Linked DNA regions of Mus musculus: region 1 is linked to region 2. Evidence: chromatin contacts called from public promoter capture Hi-C data. All regions are on one chromosome and are shown on one strand. Each heading gives the region's core, a stretch centred on a gene start, on an enhancer-like site or on the middle of the called end of the contact. The rest is flanking DNA. Distances are from core to core; before and after follow the strand shown.

Region 1 (2,700 bases), core at 97-2,596, 370 kb after region 2:
TACATATCACCACGTCTAACTTTTGACATGGGATCTGGAGGATTGAACTCAGGTCCCTGTGTGTGCACTGTAAGCACCTTACTGACTTCATCTCCCCAGCCTGTCAATCATCTATTGACCAAGTTCATCGATCAGGAACACTCCTGTGCAAGGGCATCTTGCAGAGTGCTGCCTGCTGTCATTTTCTGAGCGAGAGAAGTCACAGGTGGCAGAGACACTTAAAAATGAGATGACTTAGCAGGTAAAAGCACTGACTGCTCTTCCGAAGGTCCTGAATTCAAATCCCAGCAACCACATGGTGGCTCACAACCATCTGTATTAAGATCTGATGCCCAGGCCGGGAGAGGTGGCCACGCCTTTAATCCCAGCACTTGGGAGGCAGAGGCAGGCGAATTTCTGAGCTCAAGGCCAGCCTGGTCTACAGAGTGAGTTCCAAGACAGTCAGAGCTATACAGAGAAATGTCCTGTAACTCCGGTTGCACGGGTTCCAACTCTCTGCTCCGACCTCCGAGGCTCATGCACATGCACACCTATTGAAGGGAGGGATGGGGGAGGGAGGGAGTCAGGATGTTAGGGACAGTGAGTGAAAATGAAAGACCAGGTCAGTAAATGGCCTGGGGTGGGGGGAGCCCTGGGGGCATGGACTGTGCAAATGAGCACACACTTCCCATCAGCCACTTACCCTGCTAAGCAATTACACAGGGAAACTAGCCCATTCCCCTCTACCTGGGCACTCAGTGGTCCAGGGCATCACTGTACACAAAAAAAAAAGGAGAGGGGGAGGGGGAGAGGGGGGAGGGGGAGGGGGGAGGGGGAGGGGGGGAGAGTGTTTATTTTTATTTTTTGGTTTTTGTTTTGCTTTGTTTTAAATATTTTTCCTGAACTCAAGAGAAACCGGTGGGCAGAAGGAGACCACTTAAAGGTGGCATATTCTGCCGCATACTTTGATCCTGGGGAGACGACAGAATTGGAACAGGGCAGAGTAGGTGGAATTTCTGCCCCTGAGCTGAGTGGGCGGGAAGGAGCGAGTAGACAATGAGAAGCGACAGAAGCCCCAAGGAGCAGCAATGAAGGGCGAGTAGTTCTCCAAGGACCAAGTTCGCTGGGTCTCAACATGGTGCCATCATTAAGAGGGGCTCCGGAAAGGAGGTAGCAGGGTCAGACAAGGCAGCTCTGACCGAAGTCTGAATGGCAGGCTTCACGGGCAGACTTCTGACCTCTATACCTGGAATCTGGCCCAGTTACCCCTCTCTTTGAAGAAGAACGTGGCCTCTGAGTGCTAACTCCCGAAAACTAGCCATTTCTAGGAACTGAAACTGAAAGCTGTTCGGGCATCAGGCCCCGCCCCTTGGGGAGGAGGCAGGCAGGGCTCACGCCTAGAAGTTGGGGACTTACATCTGGGCCAACATAGATAGAGCAGGGTCTGAGAGGAAACCTAGGAGCTCAGGCTGCCCTTCAGCTGCTCCTGCCTCTTCTAATCGCTCTTCCCCACAGGACCCTGCCCCACCACACTTCTCTCTCTCCTGACCGTCCTGAGCCTGGATTGCAGCTTTGTAAGGCTTCTGAGCAGGTAGGTGAGGGGCTCCTGCTTGGCCTATAAACCTGCTCAGGGCAGGGGAGTCTGGGGTCAGGTGTTCCTCTGGGGCACCCTGTGCAGCAGGCACCCTCCTGCACTGTCTTCAGGATCGGAGTGCATGGTGTCTGGCTGAATCAAGTCCTTCCAATTCACCAGAGAGAAGCAGTGTGCTTCTTTTTTTACCTGGGTATCCCTGGGTTTGTGGGTCTTCTGAGGGAGCCTAGTTAAGAGAAAACAGGTGGGATTTTACTCAAATTCTCTTGGCCACTACTTCGATGACCCCTCAGGGGCCAGAGTCCAGGATCAGAACAGCCCACAGGTAATATTGGAACATTCTGGAATTGTGTAATGTGCATCTGTTCTCCATGTGCGACACGCAGGGGCTAGAACTCTGGCTTGGAAGGCTGGGTTCATAAGGAAACTTTTTGTCTAACTCTGTTGGGCATTATCTATCTGCCTTGGAGACGCTGGTTCTTCATCTGCCAGCATTTAATTTAATCTTTTGGAAGAGAGTATAACAAAATGCAACCCGACGGAACATAGTAACATAGGCAACCAATGGGCTGCCACTTCCACTGTGTATGTGACCTTTTTTGTGCAGGTGTGTGTGAGACTATTGCATTTGTGTGTGGGCCCGAGTGTCTGCTTGCCAGTGTGTATGTGTGTATAATCCAGAGGCTGACATTAGGGTGTCTTCCTCAGTCACTCTCCAATTTATTTCATTTTATTGAAATAGAATCTCTCAGTGAACCTCTTGGCTAGACTGACTGGCTGGCCAGCAAGCCCTCTGGGATCCTCCTCTGGACCTCCACCTCTCCAGCTAGGGTATTTTAGGCATGAGTATTGAAACTGGCTTTTATGTGGATGCCAGGGGTTCAAACTCCTGCTTGTGAGGCCAGTGCTTTCTTCATTGAGGCATCTCTTTCCCCCCCTTTCCCCAGAGTATTTAGAGAGATCTGGATCTTTATGGAGAATTGTAGTCAGCTTTAGATCAACCAGAAGCGTGACCAGGAACTGCTTTGTATAATTCAAGATGTCTTTCTTCTCTCCTTTCTTCCTTTCTTTTCTTTTTTCTTTCCTTGTCTTTCTTTTTGTTGGTTTTTTTTTTTTCTTGAACAGTCCAC
Region 2 (2,700 bases), core at 142-2,641:
ATGGGAATCGAGTAATTCAGATATTCATAATTAAGCAAATGAAAGAATGAAGCCTCGACTTGTATTGGGTTTTTGTGTTTGGGTTTTTTGTTTTGTTTTGTTGCTTTAAAAACTGTTTTGGGAGAACATCACACGTCAGTGCAGTATTTAAGTCATTTCCTACTTTCATTCTCAACCTGGCTTCCAGAAGGGCCCAGGGAAGACTCAAAACACCTTCAGATTTAAAACAAACTATAATATAGAATATAGCCCCTTCTTGGAAGCCCAAGGTTTTCAATTCATCTTGTAAGGCCCTACGATCACTTTTAAAAAGCAAAATTCTATGTTCACTCAGCAATGACTGTGCACACAATGGCAGACTGTGTCGACCTCAGAACTCTCCCTAGTCTTTCAGAGTCCCACCCAGAACACAGCTCAGTGTTTGCAGGCCTGTTCTTACTTACCCCAGCCCGCACCCTTAGCTGGAACTTATAAGCCCCGGGACTCACCAACTCCCTTTTCCGCTTGCTTTCGCGACCACCATCCGTCTTTTTGAGTTCAGCCTTGAAGGCCTCGGGGTCACCTGCTTGTGCATCCTTGGCCAGCACGTCCATCAAGTAGGCGATGTAACTGGTAGCCAGGCGCAGAGTCTTGATCTTGGAGAGCTTGGTGTCGGCGGGCACATTGGGGATGCACTCACGCAGCTCCGCGAACGCGCTGTTAATGCTCTCTGTGCGTCTCCTCTCCTTCTTGGGTCCTGAGCCTTTTCGTTTGGGCAGGCGGCTTCCAAGAGCCTCCAGCCGACCTGGGCTCTGACTCGGCCTGGCATCGGGACCATAGGCAGCCGCTGCTACTGCGGTGGTAGGTGGTGGCCCGCCGGCAGGGAAATCTGGGGCAGCATCAGCCGGGCTCAGCAGCCAGCTCTGGAAGTAAGGCCGCTCCTGGTGGCAACGCGAGGCCGGGCCAAACAGGAAGGGTTCGTGGAGCATGGGGTGCGGCGGGTGTGAGTGGTGATGATGGTGATGATGTGCGTAGCTGCCCACGAGGTTCATGTTGGAGAGGCTCCTGGCCTGTGCTGTCAGCCCAATTAGCACCGCCCCATGCGCCCCACAGAAGGGGGTCACCGTGGGCTCCAGAGGCAGCGAACTGGCTGGGGTTTGGAGAGTCCTGAGCGAGCAAGGCTGGAGATGACACGAAGGACCTGCCGACCTCTTGAAGGTTTCTGTAGGCAACGAGGGAGAAGGGTTCAGACGTCCAAAGACCGGGTTTAACCCTTCTGCGGACTTGCCACCAGGATCCTGCTTATATAAGGCCTCGGCTTTGATGTCAACCTCTAGCCGGAGCCAATGGCAGGAGGAGGGAAGGGGGTGGCGGTCCCAAGTTTTATGCTCAGCAAGCGCCACACAATTCTAAGCTGACCACAGGGACTGAAAACCCGCCCCGCCTATGTCCCTCCCCTCTCCCAGTTCCCCTCCTGGAAGGGCGGGGGCTACGAACTTGAGGCCAGGCCTGCTCACTCCCTGTACTGAACCTACCACCCTTTCTTCATGGATCCAAGGAAAGGATTCTAGAATTATCCCTTGAAAACAGACAGAGCCTCATCAACACACACACACACACACACACACACACACACACACACACACACACACACACACACACTTGATTTCACAGATAGGGAAACTGAGGACCAGAACAAATTGTTGTTTTTAGGCCTGAAATTCAGAATAGGATATGCAGCATTCCTGAACCCGAACTGCTCATCGTGGGAGCCTGAAGGCCATTGGGCCCAGCAGGGAAGTAGGCTAGGCCCTAACACCTATAGCCCCACCTTTAGGTCCCCTGCTTCAGGCAGGACCTGGAGCTGCTGCCCAACAAGGTGGTCTCCTGAGATCCAGTTCTCGCCCAGCTGCGGACTTCCAGAAGAGCCTTCAGAGGCCGAGGTGGAAGTGGGAGGGAAAGGGAGCGGGGCTTCCAGCTCTTGGGCACTGACCAGTTTGTTCCGGGCTTGGGGGTTGGGGGTGGAGACGGTGGCTGATCTCTGCTCCTCTAGCCTCTCAGGCGCCTGGTTCGGTGTAAACGCCGGCAGGCTGAGCTGGTGGCGAGGCAGCCTGGCGGCGCCTTGGCCCCAAGGCATCTCTGTGGCAGGACTCCCCGGTGTCTTCGGAAGATTCGCACGTAGGGCTAAGGAGCCGGCGACTGCTGGGCTGCTCACTCCATCTGGCTCGCCACCTGCATGAAAATCTTTGATCCTATAAAGATACTTCCACTGAGGCTCACACTGGAAGAAACCAGCCCACCCCCACCCCTGATATCCACGGAGAAACAGCCTAGGCGCTTCACACTCACTCTGCTGAGGCAGGGAATATCTGTGCAACCTTGTGTTGCTCCCCATCAGCCTAGATTCTCCAAGGTGGGATTCCACAAAGAGATGGCTTTCCAAGAGTTGATAAGAACGTGGGAGACCAGGCTTTTAAGCTTGAAACTCTGGGTCTTCTTCATCTTTTCATTAAGGTCCCTGTCCCTAGGACCCCCTCCATCCTCACCAACATTTCTGGTCTCGCTCCTTCCCTAGGTGGGCTTGTGCCTATCAAATGTCAGTTAAGGGGGGAAATGAGATGATGTCAAATTCTTTTTAATTCGCTTCTGATCCAGCCACTCGAAAGTTGCTCGCTGAGGCCCAGCTTGTGTAAGACAATTACCAGGCAGGGACAGTGGGAG

The links. Promoter capture Hi-C pulls out the DNA fragments that hold promoters and counts their contacts.
Region 1: a contact with region 2 is called in a promoter capture Hi-C map of second pharyngeal arch cranial neural crest. The contact joins the promoter of Igtp here to the promoter of Hand1 in region 2. A contact is called at or near these places in 6 of 39 promoter capture datasets (cranial neural crest, embryonic stem cells, frontonasal cranial neural crest and 3 more) and 1 of 9 other capture datasets (embryonic stem cells).

What each region holds. Positions count from the first base shown.
Region 1 is chr11:58,198,210-58,200,909 of GRCm38.p6, forward strand. Igtp (interferon gamma induced GTPase) reads left to right here and starts at 1,347. Exons shown (of 3, transcript NM_018738.4): 1 at 1,347-1,570.
Region 2 is chr11:57,830,756-57,833,455 of GRCm38.p6, forward strand. It overlaps Hand1 (heart and neural crest derivatives expressed 1), which reads right to left and starts at 1,392. Exons shown (of 2, transcript NM_008213.2): 1 at 489-1,392. The coding sequence starts at 1,031. Gm32915 (a long non-coding RNA gene) reads left to right here and starts at 1,353. Exons shown (of 3, transcript XR_003949681.1): 1 at 1,353-2,700.